Linked DNA regions of Pan troglodytes: region 2 is linked to region 1. Evidence: chromatin contacts called from public HiChIP or PLAC-seq data. All regions are on one chromosome and are shown on one strand. The core of a region is the stretch at or near the end of the contact, and the rest is flanking DNA. Distances in the headings are between cores, read along the strand shown. Region 1 holds the start of PRPSAP2 (phosphoribosyl pyrophosphate synthetase associated protein 2). Region 2 holds the start of FAM83G (family with sequence similarity 83 member G).

What was found. HiChIP or PLAC-seq counts read pairs in DNA pulled down with a chosen protein or histone mark.
Region 2: an H3K4me3 HiChIP or PLAC-seq map of stem cell-derived excitatory neurons shows a contact between it and region 1, with 2.1 times the contacts expected there. The contact joins the promoter of FAM83G here to the promoter of PRPSAP2 in region 1. A contact is called at or near these places in 1 of 7 Hi-C or Micro-C datasets (stem cell-derived neural progenitor cells) and 1 of 1 datasets of contacts at active chromatin or transcription factors (stem cell-derived excitatory neurons).

The regions. Positions count from the first base shown.
Region 1 is chr19:51,466,340-51,473,680 of NHGRI_mPanTro3-v2.0_pri, forward strand. It overlaps PRPSAP2 (phosphoribosyl pyrophosphate synthetase associated protein 2), which reads left to right and starts at 4,529. Exons shown (of 13, transcript NM_001280188.1): 1 at 4,529-4,617; 2 at 5,978-6,047.
Region 2 is chr19:51,621,546-51,628,886 of NHGRI_mPanTro3-v2.0_pri, forward strand. FAM83G (family with sequence similarity 83 member G) reads right to left here and starts at 4,354. Exons shown (of 6, transcript NM_001243845.3): 1 at 4,264-4,354; 2 at 3,067-3,716. The coding sequence starts at 3,588. The region is part of intron 8 of SLC5A10 (solute carrier family 5 member 10); the gene reads left to right.

The sequences.
Region 1 (7,341 bases), core at 3,279-5,778:
GGTGGTCTTGAACTCCTGACCTCAGGTGATCTGCCTGCCTCAGCCTCCCAAAGTGCTAGGATTATAGGCGTAAGCCACTGTGCCGGGTCTACAAAACTCCTTCTGTTTTTTTTTTTTTTTTCTTTTTCAGACCAAGTTTCACTCTTGTTGCCCAGGCTGGAGTGCAATGGCGTGATCTCGGCTCACCACAACCTCCGCCTCCCGGGTTCAAGCAATTCTCCTGCGTCAGCCTCCTGAGTAGCTGGGATTACAGGCATGTGCCACCACGACTGGCTAATTTTGTATTTTTAGTAGAGACGAGGTTTCTCCATGTTGGTCAGGCTGGTCTCGAACTCTTGACCTGAGGTGATCCACCCTCCTCGGCCTCCCAAACTGCTGGGATTACAGGCATGAGCCACCGTGCCCGGCCCAAAACTCCTTCTTATATATCCAGAGAGCATATATATTATAAATATTTAACCTACCTAGTATAGCTTATTGGATACTAAACCAGGACTTTGTTAAACTCTTAGCATGCAGTGGATCATCTACTATGGTCACTGTATGAGGTGGGTGCTTTGCCATTCCCAGCTGTAGCCCCAACCCTCAGCACTGGGCCTGGCATGAGTTAAGTACTTTATTGATATTTGTTGAGTAAATGAATGGAGGTAAAAGTCAGCTAGCAAGGCAGCCAGGGTAGCTACAGGCAGCCTGATTTGGACAAGTAATTTTATTTTATTTTATTTTTATTTATTTATTTTGAACCTCTGAAAGAGTTTCACTTTTGTCGCCCAGGCTGGAGTGCAATGGTGTGATCTTGGCTCACTGCAACCTCTGCCTCTTGGGTTCAAGCGATTCTCCTGCCTCAGCCTCCTCAGTAGCTGGGATTACAGGTGCCTGCCACAACGCCTGGCTAATTTTTTTGTATTTTTAGTAGAGATGGGGTTTCCCCATGTCAGCCAGGCTGGTCTTGAACTCCTGACCCCAGGTGATCTGCCTGCCTCGGCCTCCCAAAGTGCTGGGATTACAGGTGTGAGCCACCACACCTGGCCCGTGGACAAGTAATTTTAAAAGCCCAGAAAACATTGACTATTCACTTGGACAAGCTAAAAATAATGGATGGTGCCTGGTGTTGGTGAAGATGAAGAGACATGGATGCTCTTCCACCTTCCTGGTGAGACTGTAAATTGGTACAAAATTTCAGGGAACAAAATTTTAAAAGGGCATATCCTTTGACCAAACAAGCTTACCTCTAGAAATTTAACATGAGGAAATACTTGGGCAAAGGTAGAAAGACAGGTTATGTATTAATAGTAAAAAGTGCCCAGAATGAGGGATTAGTTAAGAGAAAATAATGGTTCATCCATATCACAATAGCTCATAATTGCTGCGGTTAATAGAAAGTGGTAGTCAACTGTGTGCCAGATAACTCAAGTGGTCATCAAGATTCCCCTATGACAAAGATGCTGTTATTATTCCTATTTTGTAGATGAGGAAACAGGTATAGAGAGGTTAAGAAACTTGTTGAGGTCACACAGCTGGTGAGGAGAGAAGGAATTTGGATCTAGGCGCTGGTTCCCAAGACTACAGTCTTTCATTCACAGCTCATATCATGATGATGTCGACCTGAATTCGTCAACATGGAATCATGCCTGCAATAAATTGTTACAGGGAAAAGGCATATTGGAAAATTCCAAGAGTGGCTACCTCTCCACATGGGATAATGGCAAATATCTTTTTAATTTTTTCTTCTCATTTGAATTTTTCTTACAATGTGTAAATATTATTATGCTTACAAAAGACAATGAAGTTCTTAGTCCCAGCTGCTGGGGAGCTGAGGCAGGAGAACCGCTTGAACCCAGGAGGCAGAGGTTGCAGTGATCCAAGATCACGCCACGGCACTCAAGCCTGGATGACAGAGTGAGACTCAGCCTCGGGGAAAAAAAAAAGACAATGAAGTTCCTTTCATTTTGGGGGAAAATAGAAAAAGGAGAAAAGAGGACGGGCACAGTGGCTCATGCCTGTATTCCCAGTACTCTGGGAGGCCGAGATGGGTGGATCACTTGAGGTCAGGAGTTCGAGACCAGCCTGGCCAACATGGCAAAACTCCGTCTCTAGTAAAATTACAAAAATTAGCCGGGTGTGGTGGCATGCACCTGTAGTCCTAGCTACTTGGGAGGCTGAGGCAGGAGAATAGCTTGAACCTGGGAGGTGGAGGTTGCAGTGAGTCGAGATTGCGCCACTGTACTCCAGTCTGGACAACAGAGCAAGACTCCATCTCAAAAAAAGAAAAAAGAAAAGAAAAAGGAGAAAAGCTGGAGGATGCAGGAAAGGACTCTATAGGAACTTCCAAGGCCTCCTTGGCTGGTGACCTGGCTTTGGCCTCCGCTGCCTCCTACAGCCAGGCAAGCTGCCATCCTCTTCCACTGGGGAAAAAGGGGTGCCTTGTTTTTCTTCCCTGATAGCCAGACAGGCGAGAGCAGAGAGGCAGCTGCAAAAGCTTCCTCGGTGCCTCATACTCATGGACTCCATCTAAAAGTAACTCCTCACCCCCAACCATCATATGGCTGCTGATATTAGTGCTCATTTTTCCACTGAGGAAACAGAAACTTAGAGAGGTGGATCTGTCCAGGGTCATTTCCACAATGAGGACAGGAGGCAGGAAGCAGGCTCCATCCTAGTGATGGACACCTAAGTCCCTGTTTTTTCATTTGCACAACCATTTGAAGGAGAATCCTGTGTTTTTTGTTACACCATACTGCTCAAAAATTTCTATCGAACTATAGCAAAGATTCCTTTCCTTCCTTTAAAAAATGTTGAAGGGAAATGTCTTAGACTTGAGTATCTTGATTTATAGTCGATATGCAGCAGTTTAGCCCTTGAATATGGCCAATGACGTGTTGCAGCAAGCTGAGCACTTCTATTACATGCAAAGACTCTGACTGCAAACATCCAAGTGGGCAAGGGATGATCAAGTTTAGCAATGGACTAACCAAAAACTGCATTCGTGTGGAACTGACCACAAGCTTTACATTATGCTTTTGCTCCTTTCTTGCTCATTACCCATTGTATAACAAAATATGCCCAAACTTGGGCTTTAATAAAAAATTTCTTAGCTCTCAATTTTTTGTGGTTTGATTGGTCTTAGCTAGGTGGCTCTTGCTTAGGGTCTTTCATAAAGTTGCAGTCAGGTGGTGGCTGGGGCTGCAGTCACCTGGTGGGTCAGCTTGGCTGAACACCTACCATGGCACACTCCTATGGCCTAAACCCCAAGGATAAAGAGAATGAGAGTTTTGACATCAGCCTACAAGGGATTTCAATAGTCCTTGGAGAATGGATGGCGGATGGAAGAGTGGTATTGCTATAACAGAACAAACGAAACTACAAACTAAGTGCCTGCAGTGCGGGAAACTATTGAGGAGCAAGCCACCCCACTGCAGAACCCTGGACGCGGTGATACACTGGAGCTAGCTCATTCTGGTTAATGAGAGTGGATTTTTAAAAAAATTCAAGGCCGGGTGTGGTGGCTCATGACTGTAATCCCAGCGCTTTGGAGGTCGAGGTAGGAGGATCACTTGAGCCCAGTTCGAGGCGGCAGTGAGCTATGATTGCACCACTGCACTCCAGCCTGGGCAACAGAGCAAGACTCTGTCTCTTAGAAAAGTTTTTTTTTTCCAGTAATATTATTCTTGTATGGTGCAAACACTATATAATGCTGTGCTACTGCCCATTTTCTTTCCAGCAAGGACAAGGCACTCAATTTTCCAGACATTTCTTGAGTACCATACTTGTGCCAGGCCCTGGGAAACAGTGATCAGCAGGAGGGACGAAGAGCCCACCCTCATGGGGCTTACAGTGTACAGGGGCTGAGGTGGTGATATTTGTCAAATAACCACCCAAACACTTAATTAGAAATCGTGATAAGCCCAATGAAAGAAAAGTACATGAAACAGTTTTATTTGGGAAGGGGGTGGTTTAGGGAAGACTCGAAAGTGACAATGGAGCTATCAAGTTCAAGAAGGAGTTAGTAGGGGAGGAGGCTGCAGGAAGAAGTGCACGCCTGGAGGCAGGAACAGCATGTGTCCCGGTAGTTCAGGGTGGCGGGCCCAGGCGGGTGAGAAAGGGCAATGGAGAAGGAAGCAGAGGAGACCGTGCAGACACTGCAAGTGCCAGAAACCCGATCCACACTGGCTTCAGAGGGTGGAGGGGAGGTTCTTCTTGGCTTCCATAATAGAAATGTCCAGGGACCTACCGACTTCAGATTCAGCGCAAACTCATCTGGGCCCGGTCTGTATCCCTCCCTCTCTTTTCTCTCAGCACTTTCCTCAGGCGGTTCCCCTCCTGGCATCCCAGCAGCTGCAGCATCAACAGGAGAGAGTAAGCCTCTCCAGTCCCGGCGCAGGGATGGAGACGGTGTTTCGTGGGCTCCGATTGGCTCAGTAGCCTATCTTTGGAGCGAATCAGCGAGCGGAGAGGGATGAACTTCTCTGACTGGCCAGATCCAGTCACATGCCAACATGTGACGCGTGGAATCTACGCCAGCCACAGCAGAGAGGTGGGGGTTGTGACCGGAGTTAGATGCCAGCGCAGAAGGGACGTGAGCCCAGCCGAGGTACCGCTGAAGAGGAATCAATTTTGGTATGCAGATAATCACTGGGCTCATGGGTCTTGCTCTTTACAAAGAGGTGTGTCCCTGTAAAGTTGTCAGGCAAAGGAAATGTTTCAAACGACTCCATTTCACGAAGTCTCACCTAATTTATAATTCGTTAGTTGAGATGCTTGTATTCTTCGTTTCTAAAATAAGACGTTGAACCATAAAGACTCTAGCTAGCTCTGCAACCTCTGATGAATATTTCATGCCTCATTATTGTGAAAAATCCAAAGCAGAATTGGAGAGAAGATGTGGTATAGGGATTAGGTAAGTGAAGACTGGTGCAAAGCCTCCTGGGTCGAAATTCTGTCCACTGCTTTGTCATTGGAAAAGTTATTTAACGTCGTCGTCTCAGTTCCCACAACTATTAAAATGGAGAGGATAACAACACCTACCTTATGCTCTTGTGAGGATTAAATAAGTTACCGTTAATATATGTAAAGCACTTAAAAGAGGACCATGTGTTTGCTATTATTATGTTATCCATACAATAAAGAGTAAACATTACCTAAGTTATAAAGAACTTAGGCAATGGATACCAAAAGTACCAATTCCTTTATAATAAAAGAAAAAAAGGCGACAAGGCAAATAACGATAATAACTGATAATGGCTGGGCGCGATGGCTCACGCCTGTAACCCCAGCACTTTGGGAGGCCGAGGCGGGCGGATCACTTGAGGTCAGGAGTTTGAGAACAGCCTGGCCAACATGGTGAAACCCTGTCTCTACTAAAAATACAAAAAATTAGTCGGGCGTGGTGGCGCACACCTGTAATCCCAGCTACTCGGGAGGCTGAGACAGGAGAATCGCTTGAACCCGGGAGACGAAGTTTGCAGTGAGCTGAGATCGCGCCGGTGCACTCTAGCCTGGACAACAGAGCGAAACTCCATCTCAAAACAAAAAACTAACAAACGAACAAAAAACTGATCATTTATTATACACCCAGAACTGTGCTTTTAGCACAGTTTTGTTTTGTTTTGTTTTGTTTTTGAGATGGAGTCTTGCTCTGTCACCCAGGCTGGAGAGCAGTGGCGCGATCTCGGCTCACTGCAACCTCTGCCTCCCGGGTTCAAGCGATTCTCCTGCCTCAGCCTCCTGAGTAGCTGGGATTACAGGCGCGCACCACCACGCCTGGCTAATTTTTTTTTTTTTTTTTTGTATTTTTAGTAGAGACGGGGGTTTCACTATGTTGGTCAGGCTGGTCTCGAACTCCTGACCTCGTGATCCGCCCGCCTCAGCCTCGCAAAGTGCTGCAATTACAGGCGTGAACCACCGCGTCTGGCCGTATTGTCTCATTTAATCCTCACAACAGTCTTATGGAATGGGTGCTGCTATCTTTGTTTTTCAGATGAGGAAACAAGCTCAGAGGGTTGAAATGACTTGTCCAAGGTTACAGGCCAGTGGAGGCTTGAACCCAGGTATTTGTAATTCCAAATGTCATACTCTGTCCACATTCATTCCTTGTAACCTGCCTGGGCTGTCACAGTTGGTGTGGGGCTAGCAGCTCCCCAGGGACCAAAACAGGCGCATCCCCGCCCACCGCCCCGCCCATCGTGCCAGCCCGACTCCACCCCTGTGGCTACACCCACGCCCCGCGCCTTCCCCACTGGTGGGCCACGCCCACAGCCCCCAGCCAGGTGCCTCCGCTGTCCGGGCTCTAGCCCCGCCCCCGCCCCCGCCCCTCCCCGCCCACCGGCCTCGCAGTCGCCGCGGACGCGAATCTTGGGCATGGAGTCGCCATTTTGCTACTAGAGAGGCCGCCAGGAGACCCGGCGCTTTCTTCCTTCTGCAGCTGAGGCTGCGGCGGGGCCGGGGCTGGGGTCGGGGCCAGGTAGGCGGGCGGGAGCCAGTGGCGAGCGGCAGCGAGGGCTGGCTGGCTCCGGCATTGCGGGGCGCAGGTGCAAGGGGCGGGGAGCCCGCGGTGCCGGCAGGCGGACGGGTCGGGGTCCCTGGGTGGTGGCTGCTTGGGGGCTCACTGGGGCGACCTCGCGCCCGCGGCCCTTCCATTTTTCCCTCCCTTCTTCCTCTCCCGCCAGGGGTCGGCGGGGGCGGGGGACGGGCGTCCGGTGCCTGGGCTCTCTCCGCTCCCTGAGGCGCCGCTGGGGAGTCGAACCCTGATGATGGGACCTGTGGTGAGCAGCCCTGAAAGCAAGCCCAGACCCAGCCATTCTCCGTCCCTAAGCTGACACGGAGCCCCTGATTTTAATTTACCTGGCTTTGCTAGTTACGAATATATCTCTCACCTCCTAAAGGATGATTTTATCCAACTCAGAACTCACCCCAGCAGAGATTGAGGGGGAACCGTGATGAAATTTTTAAGTATTCTGCTTGATGATAATAATTTTTCTCCTATGTTAATGTTGGCTCCGTTTGGATGTTTAGCTTTTGAAAGGAGTATGAAAATGCGGAATGGGGCTTTGGGGCTTGAGGAGGTGTGATCTCTAGTGTTTAAAAAATTTAATTGCACAAATAGAAATAATTCAACCACATTATTGAACCCCACTAAAGCATATCCTTTTTGTCCATATTCCTTTCCTGCTGCCCTCGTGTGTACCATTATTACTCAGTTGTGATTTGAGCTCGTTCCACTTAAAGTCATTCATAGATACTTTTGCGTCGTGTTGAATATTTATTGAATTTCTATTCTGTGTTTTACTTAATTACTTTATTATGGAACCTTTACACAGGTCTGGTGTACTTGTTCTTTGAAAA
Region 2 (7,341 bases), core at 3,104-5,603, 160 kb after region 1:
ACTCTTGGCTCCTGGTCCTGCTGTCCACTAGTTCCATTCTAGTCATTTGGGAACGGGGGGACTGACAGCAGTCCTGACAGGAACACAGCCGCTCCCCTAAGTGCTGCGTCACTTCACTGCCCCAGGGTCTGCCTGTTGTGCTGACGACAGGTAAGGTGAGTGAGGAGGCGGAAGGCTGGGCTGTCCTGACTCAGCCCCAGCAGCCCCAGCCTGAAGCCCCCGGTGGGAAGGGGCCAGTGTGTGACAAGGCGGCCCAGGCAGAGGGATCCCCATCCTAGGCAGGGGGCAGGCAGAGTTCTCCCTACACAATACCAGAGTGAGAAGGGGAGGTGGAAGCATGGGCACGAGAGGTGATTCATGGGGAGAGATAAGGCAGGGAGCGCTCCCAGGAAGCAGGCAGACAAAGCGCCCCGTCAGCATCCGTCAGTGTCCGGGCCCTGCCCCTGTGAGCCTGGGAAGCAGCTGGGGCAGGACAGCTGGAGGACTGCAGTGGCCTGGATGAGCTGCCCCTCCCAGCCCCTGCCTGTCACTCTGTCCTGCCAGGGCCAGGGCACAAGGGATAGCCTAGAGTTTGAGGGAAACACAGGCCTGGTCCCCACCCCTCTACCCGAGAACTAGCTAGGTGACCTTGGGCAGGGACTAACCAGTTTCTACATCTGAAAAATGAGACAGATAACACTAGCTGAGATTATAAAGCGCCTCGCACTCAGTCAACACTTGCTATTGTTATTATCCCTGCCCACACATGCCACACATGCCTGGGCCACGGGTCCCAGGACAGATGTGGCAGGGAAGGAAGTGCCCAGGGCAGAAAGCAGGGGCTTGGCTCACCACAATGCTGTGGAGTCATGAACAAATCCCTGTCCTTCTCTGTGCCTCAGTATCCTTGTCTGTCAGATGAGGGGCTTAGTCTCTACTGCCTCTGAGGCCCCCACTGTGGGACCCTTGAGGACTCCCTGAGGTCTGAGAGTAGGGAGCAGTTTCAGCAGTGAGTGCCCCATCCTGAGGGCTGGAAAAGCAGAAAGCAGGGCCCACCTGTCCGAGGCTGGAGGACATCACTCACTATGGGGCCGTGTAGACACACTGGCGCCCAAACTGGAGACCAGCTTCTTCCTGGCTATGTCACCTTAGACAGGTGACAGCAATCACCTTGTGGGAAGCAAAGGAAGGCAATGTCACCTTAGGTGACACTAATAACCTTGTGGGACTTTTGTGGGAAGCAAAGGAAGCTCCAGGTGGCTCATGGGACTGTACGGAGTGGCTGGGTCACAGCTGTAGCCAGAGACTCAGGGAGGAACCTGGGGTCAGCAGGTGAAGTCCTGGCCCTGGGAGCCCCTATCTGGCCCATCGCTGGGCGGGGGATCTGTCTGTCTGCAGACCCTCTGGCTGTTCCCATCTGCCTCCTTCCTGTCGCTGACAAGGAGGGGAGGCACAGAGGAGTGGGAACCTTGGCACAGCAGGTCCCCCTACCCATGGCCTCAGTTTCCCTATTTTCAAGATGGAAGTGGAGGCTGGGTAATGGGATCCCAGCAGGCTCTCTGTGGGGACTGGGTTCTCTAGCCTCCAGCCAGTCATCCCCATCAGGCACAGACATCAGCAGCACTTCCTCCACACCACGGCAGGTGTGGGGCGGGTCTCTCAGTCTGCAAACTATGAAGGTCCCTTCCTCCTCCCCCTCCTCCTCCTCTTCCTCTAACTCCTTCCTTACTTTTGTCACCCGATAGTCCATCTTCACAATAGCCAAAGATGCAGCTTTTATCCACACCACCTCCATCTTATAGATCAGAAACCCGAAGCCTCAAAGCTGCCCAGGGTCAGTCAGTGAATTGAGAGCAGCCAGGCCAGGGGCCAGGCGCCCCCACCCAGCTAGCTGCCCCAACTGGTCCCCTTGTTGGGCAGGGACTCCACCTTCCTGGAAACTGGGGCCAGGGCCAGGGGCCACCTCATCAGTTCTTGACCCACGTCTGGTTTCTCTGCCCACGAACTTCCCCAAGGCCCTGTCAGTTAGCCAGGATGGTCCCCAAAGCCAGCATTCTGGTCTTCTGCAATTGGCTGCCCTGCTCTGGGACTGGAAGTATAAAGGGATTAGACCCAGCTAGGAACACCTCATCCCACAACCTGAGGCCCAGACCTGGCTTCAGAATCCTTCTCAACACAGCTCACTAGGTAAGCTTTATCTATCAAATTAAGATGTGCTTGGAAACGATGAGAAGGTACTTACGTGCAGCAGGCATTAGCACCTGCTCATGGTCACAACTGTCCAGCAGTGGCCTAGCTGTCTCTGCAAATGGCAAGCACCCCTTCTCAGAATGTGTGACGGTGTGTCAGCTAAGAATGGCCCCCCACACTGCATAGCCCAACAGGGGTGGAGAAGGGGAGGGCCAGAGAAGGCTTGAGGTCCCTTCCGGTGGCAAAATTCAGGTGGACAATGCTCAGGTGGACTCGCTCCACTTCCACAGATGAGGACCACACCTCCCTCACCCAAGCATCCTGGCCTGGAAAGTTTCCACCATTGCAAAGCTCACAAAGAGGCTCAGAGAGGGTGTGCAATCTGCTCCCAGTTGCTCAGCACAGCTAGGAAACAGGCAGTGTTGAACAAGGACCTCCAGGCCAGTCTCAGATGGACTTGGACCATGCCTATTCCCTCACCCCACAACAAAAGCTCTCCCCACCAGAGAGCTCATGGTGTGTGCGCGCCTTTACAGTGAATCAGAGCCACTCTAAGGGAGAGTGAGAGGAAGCCCTGGGGTTCCTCCCCTCCCCAACTCCACCCTATCTCGGTGCCTTCTTCTGGGGAACCAGAAACACCCTCCAACAATAAAGAGGCCCTTTGAGACGGGGCAGCCCACTGTCACCTGCTAGGACCTGGGAACCCTACCCTGCAAAGAAACTGAGGATCCCCACGAAGGTGGGGAGGAAACCTCCACCCAAGAGGCAGCCAGGGAAACAGCAGAGATCCCTAGAAGCCCATGTTGGGCTCCCGTTTTGGGCTCTGAGTGAGCCTGTATTGAGAGGGGTCCGGTGGCTGGTTGGGCCATGGCTCCAGGAGTCCCCGCGCTGCCTCACCTTCTGTGCCTGGCTGATCATCTTCCGCACCACCTCTTTGATGTGGGCCTGCCCGTCTATGGGGGGCTGCATGTAGACGCTGGCCCGGGTCACGCCGCGGTAGGCGATGGTGTCGGGCCAGCCCAGGTCCAGCTGCGGGATGGAGCGGTCCGACTTCTGGGGCCAGTACTCCAGGGAGGGCAGCGGCTCGGCCTCGGTGGGGACCCCATCCGCCCCGCTGGCTTCCTCGCCGTCGCCGACCCCATTGTCCTCGGGCCCCTGAGAGGGGCCCGTGCCCCGAGGGTCCTCAGAGCCCGGGTCGTACACCTCGATGGTCTCCAGGATGCGCTTGAGCTCCAGCTCCGAGAGGAAGTCTCGGATGTTCTCCCGCTTGAGCACCTCGTAGAAGGCGTCCCGGCCGCGGGCCACCAGGGCCTCCAGCGCCAGCCGCTGCTCCTCGCTGTAGAAGAACTCAGGCTTGGACTCGCTGGAGCGCCAGTTCACATGGTTGTCGTCCAGACACTGCACCTGGGAGAAGGCCATGGCGCCGCCTGCCCGGGCACTGCTGCCGGGGGTGGGTGGGCAAGGTCCAGCTCCTAGCTCCGGCCCAGCTGGGGCACCGCGCGCTCGGGGGCCTCTCCGCGGCCTCTGCTCCTCTGCCCATGAGCAATCTGCGGGAAAGACCTGATGAGCCCGGCTTGGCGGGGAGGGCGGGCCGCGCGGGGAGGGGCGGCGGGGGCGGGGCCGGGAACTCAGGTGGGCGTGGGAAGGACGGGGCTGGGGCTGGGGCTGGGGCTGGGAAGATGAGGTGGGGGCACTGGACTGGGATGGGAAGAAAGTTAAGGGATCGGAACAGCGGTGAGGGAGCCGTGGGCCACGTCCCAGGGCTCAGCGTGCCTCTATGTGCAGGGAACCCACATCCCAGATTTCCGGAGCTGCCTGAAGTCCTAGCAACTTCTGAGGGAAACTAGGGCAGCCGGGGAACTTCCCAGTAGCTTCTTAGAGTGGGAGGCGGCCCCGGCACAGAGGCGCCCCGCAAACCGAGGGCTTCCGGGTAAGGGAGGGGTCTTAAAAATTTCCGGGTGCCGGCAACCCAGGAGGCCTGCCCGGAGGAGGCTGGGGCTCTGGGAGGGGTCCAGGAGACCCAGAAGCGCGGTTGCGGGGCGGCGACGCCCCGCGAGACCCGGGATCCGGGGGGCGCGGCCGGGACTTGCTTACCGAGCGGGCGCTGGCGGAGCGGGGCGCACACGCGGCGGCTGCGGCGGCGGCGAGAGGCTGGGCGGGGGCGCGCCGGTGACTCAGGGCCGCCCCGCTCACCCCGCCGCCGCCACCTGCGGTCACGTGCCGCCCGGGGCGGGGCCGGAAGCTGATTCACCCCTCGACAGGCAGACAGACCTGGGGCGGACGCACTGCCCACGGTCCCCTGGTGCCCGAATTCCGAAAATATCAGAGGCCTAAGCCCAAGAGCTCCCGGAACACCCAGCCCAGAGAGGGACAGTGTTCTCCCTGAGGTCACACAGCGGGTCAACAGCCTTGGCACCCCCCTGTGCCCCCAGGGTCTGTTGGTGATCCTGGATCAACCCTGGCTGTGCCCAGTTTCGCCGGCGTGGCGGGAAGTCCGTGCGGCTGTATAGATACCCAGCTGTCCAGTTGTGGAAACAGGTCTAGGGTACTGGGCTGGGAGCCCCCAGGCAGGGATGGGGCACTGACTGACCCAAACTCAGGGCTTTCCTGAGCAGATACCCAGTTCTCAGTCCTAAGCCCTGATCCCCTCTGGGAGGGGTCCCCGGACTGCTTCTGCGTGGCGGGCAGCACCCGACCTGAACCCTAGGGCAGGGAGGGGCCAAGAGGCCCGCTGTGGGCTGGGGTCAGGCCCAGCTCTCTGCTGAGCGTCCCCTGGGGTTGGGACCCTGGTTATGGGGAGCGTGGAGACCACATCTGAAGGCAGGCTTTGAGGGTGGGACAGCAAAGCCCATTAAATCTGGCCCAACAAACAGCCCCCACCCCATCGCGTGCCGCAGCCAGTCTGCCCGGCACCAGGCCCAGCCCTTCCTCCCATCCCCCATACTTGCTCTGGATCTGGATGGGGCTGGTTTGGGTCCCTTAAGGATGCTGCTTCCGTAGGCTGGTGACATCTCTAGGCCTTGTGCCCTCAAACCCCCCTCCTCCAAGGCCGTCTCCACCATTCATGGCCCATCAGGACTCCTTGCCTCTGAGTCCACTGCCCTGGGCAATGACTGGCCTCCTAGGCCCAGCATCCTTGTGGTACCCATCACTGACCCCTCAAGCACGAAGTCCTACACTCTGCCATATAGCCCCCCAAGAGCTTTATGCTACTGAACATAGTGGCCCCTGGGGAACAGGCACACATATTTGCATCCTCCCCCTGCCCCAGGGCCAGAGAGGGGAGGTGGTCCCAGCGGGGGAGCCCTGCCTTGAGGGTCCTGAAGACCCATTTATAGCCCCTCTGCTACTGTGGATCCCCTGTAAGACCTTCTCTGAGCCACCTCAGCTTCTCCCTGTGTTCTTACCAATGCACAGAGGCTGGAGAGTTCAGGAAGGGAGTCCAAGGCCTCACTCCCACCTCCACCACCCCAACACTTCTGCAGTTGATGAGCAGGAAGGTTGTATGCACCCAGTTTTCCCCAGTAGCGACGTTTTGCATAACTATAATACAATAATATCACAGCCAGAAAATTGACACTGGTGCAATCCACAAAGCTTATTTAGATTTCACCAGTTTTTTGTTTGTTTTGGGACAGGGTCTTGCTCTGTCACCTAGGCTGGAGTGCAGTGGTATGTACAATCATTGCTCAATGCAGCCTTGAACTCCTGGGCCCAAGCAATACTCCTGCCTCAGCCTCCTGAGTAGCTGGGACCAGAGACACCATGCCCAGCTAATTTTTTTTCTTTTTTCTTTTTTCTTTTTTTTTGTAGAGACAAGGCCTCACTATGTTGCTCAGACTGGTCTCAAACTCCTGGCCTCAAGTGATTCTCCCACCTTGGCCTCCCAAAGTTCTGGGATTATAGGCGTGAGCCACTGCACTGGCCAGATTTCACCAGTTTTACATGCACTCATTTATGTGTGTTATACAACCTTATTATGTGTATAGATTTGTGTAACCACCATTACAGTCAAGATACAGAACTGTTCTGTCACTACAAAGATCTCCTTCTCTGTAGCCATCCCCACACCTCCCCCGACCACCATTCCTAACTTCTGGCAACCACTAATCCATTCTACAATTCAACAATTTTGCTATTTCAAGAATGCTATATAAATGGAAGATATAGTATATAAACTTTTGGGATTGGCCTTTTTTCCCACTTAGCATAATTCTCCAGCAAGTCATCCAGGTTGTTTCATGGATCAATGGTTTGTGCTTTTCATTGCTGACTAGTATTCCATGGTATGGATATACCACAGTTTGCTTAACCATTTCAGTGATTGAAGGATATGTGGGGTTTCCAGCTTTTGATTATTACAAATAACCTTGTTATGAGCATTCATACACATATGTATATAAACATCAGGTTTCATTTCTCTGGCATAAGTGCCCAAGAGTGTTATTCCTGGGTCCTGGTAGTTGCATGTTCAAACACTGCCAAACTTTTTCCAGAGTGGCTGTACCATTTCACATTCTCACCAACAATGTATGAGTGATCCAGTTTCTCCACGTCCTTGCCAACATGTGGTGTTACCACTATTTTTTTTTTTTTTTTGGCCATTCTGATAGGTAGATCATATCTTATTGTGGCTTAAATTTGTGCTTTCCTGATGGCTAATGTCATTGAATCTCTTTTCATGGGCTTATATGCCATCTGTTTGTCTTTTCCTTTGAAACATTTGTTCATGTCTTTTGCCCATTTTCTAATTGGATTGTCTATTTTTTAACTCTTGAGTTTTAACTTTTTTACTTTTTTGTTTTATTAGAGATAGGCTCTTGCTCTGTTATCCAGGCTGAAGTGCAGTGGCTTAATGATAGCTCACTGCAACCTCAAATTCCTGGGCTCAAGCCGTCCTCACTTCAGCCTCCTGAGTAGCTGGGACTACAGGTGTGCACCACCATGCCTGGCTAATTGTTTTTTTTTTTTAGTAGAATCATGGTCTTGCTATGTTGCCCAGGCTTATACTGTTGAATTTCAAAAGTTCTTTATATATTCTAGATACAGGACCTTTGTTGGGTGTGTGCTCTGCAAATATTTTCTCCCAGTCAGTAGCTTGCTTTTTCATCCTCTTCGAGGTGTCTTACACAGAGCTAAAGTTTTAAATGTTGATGAGGTCCAGTTTATCAA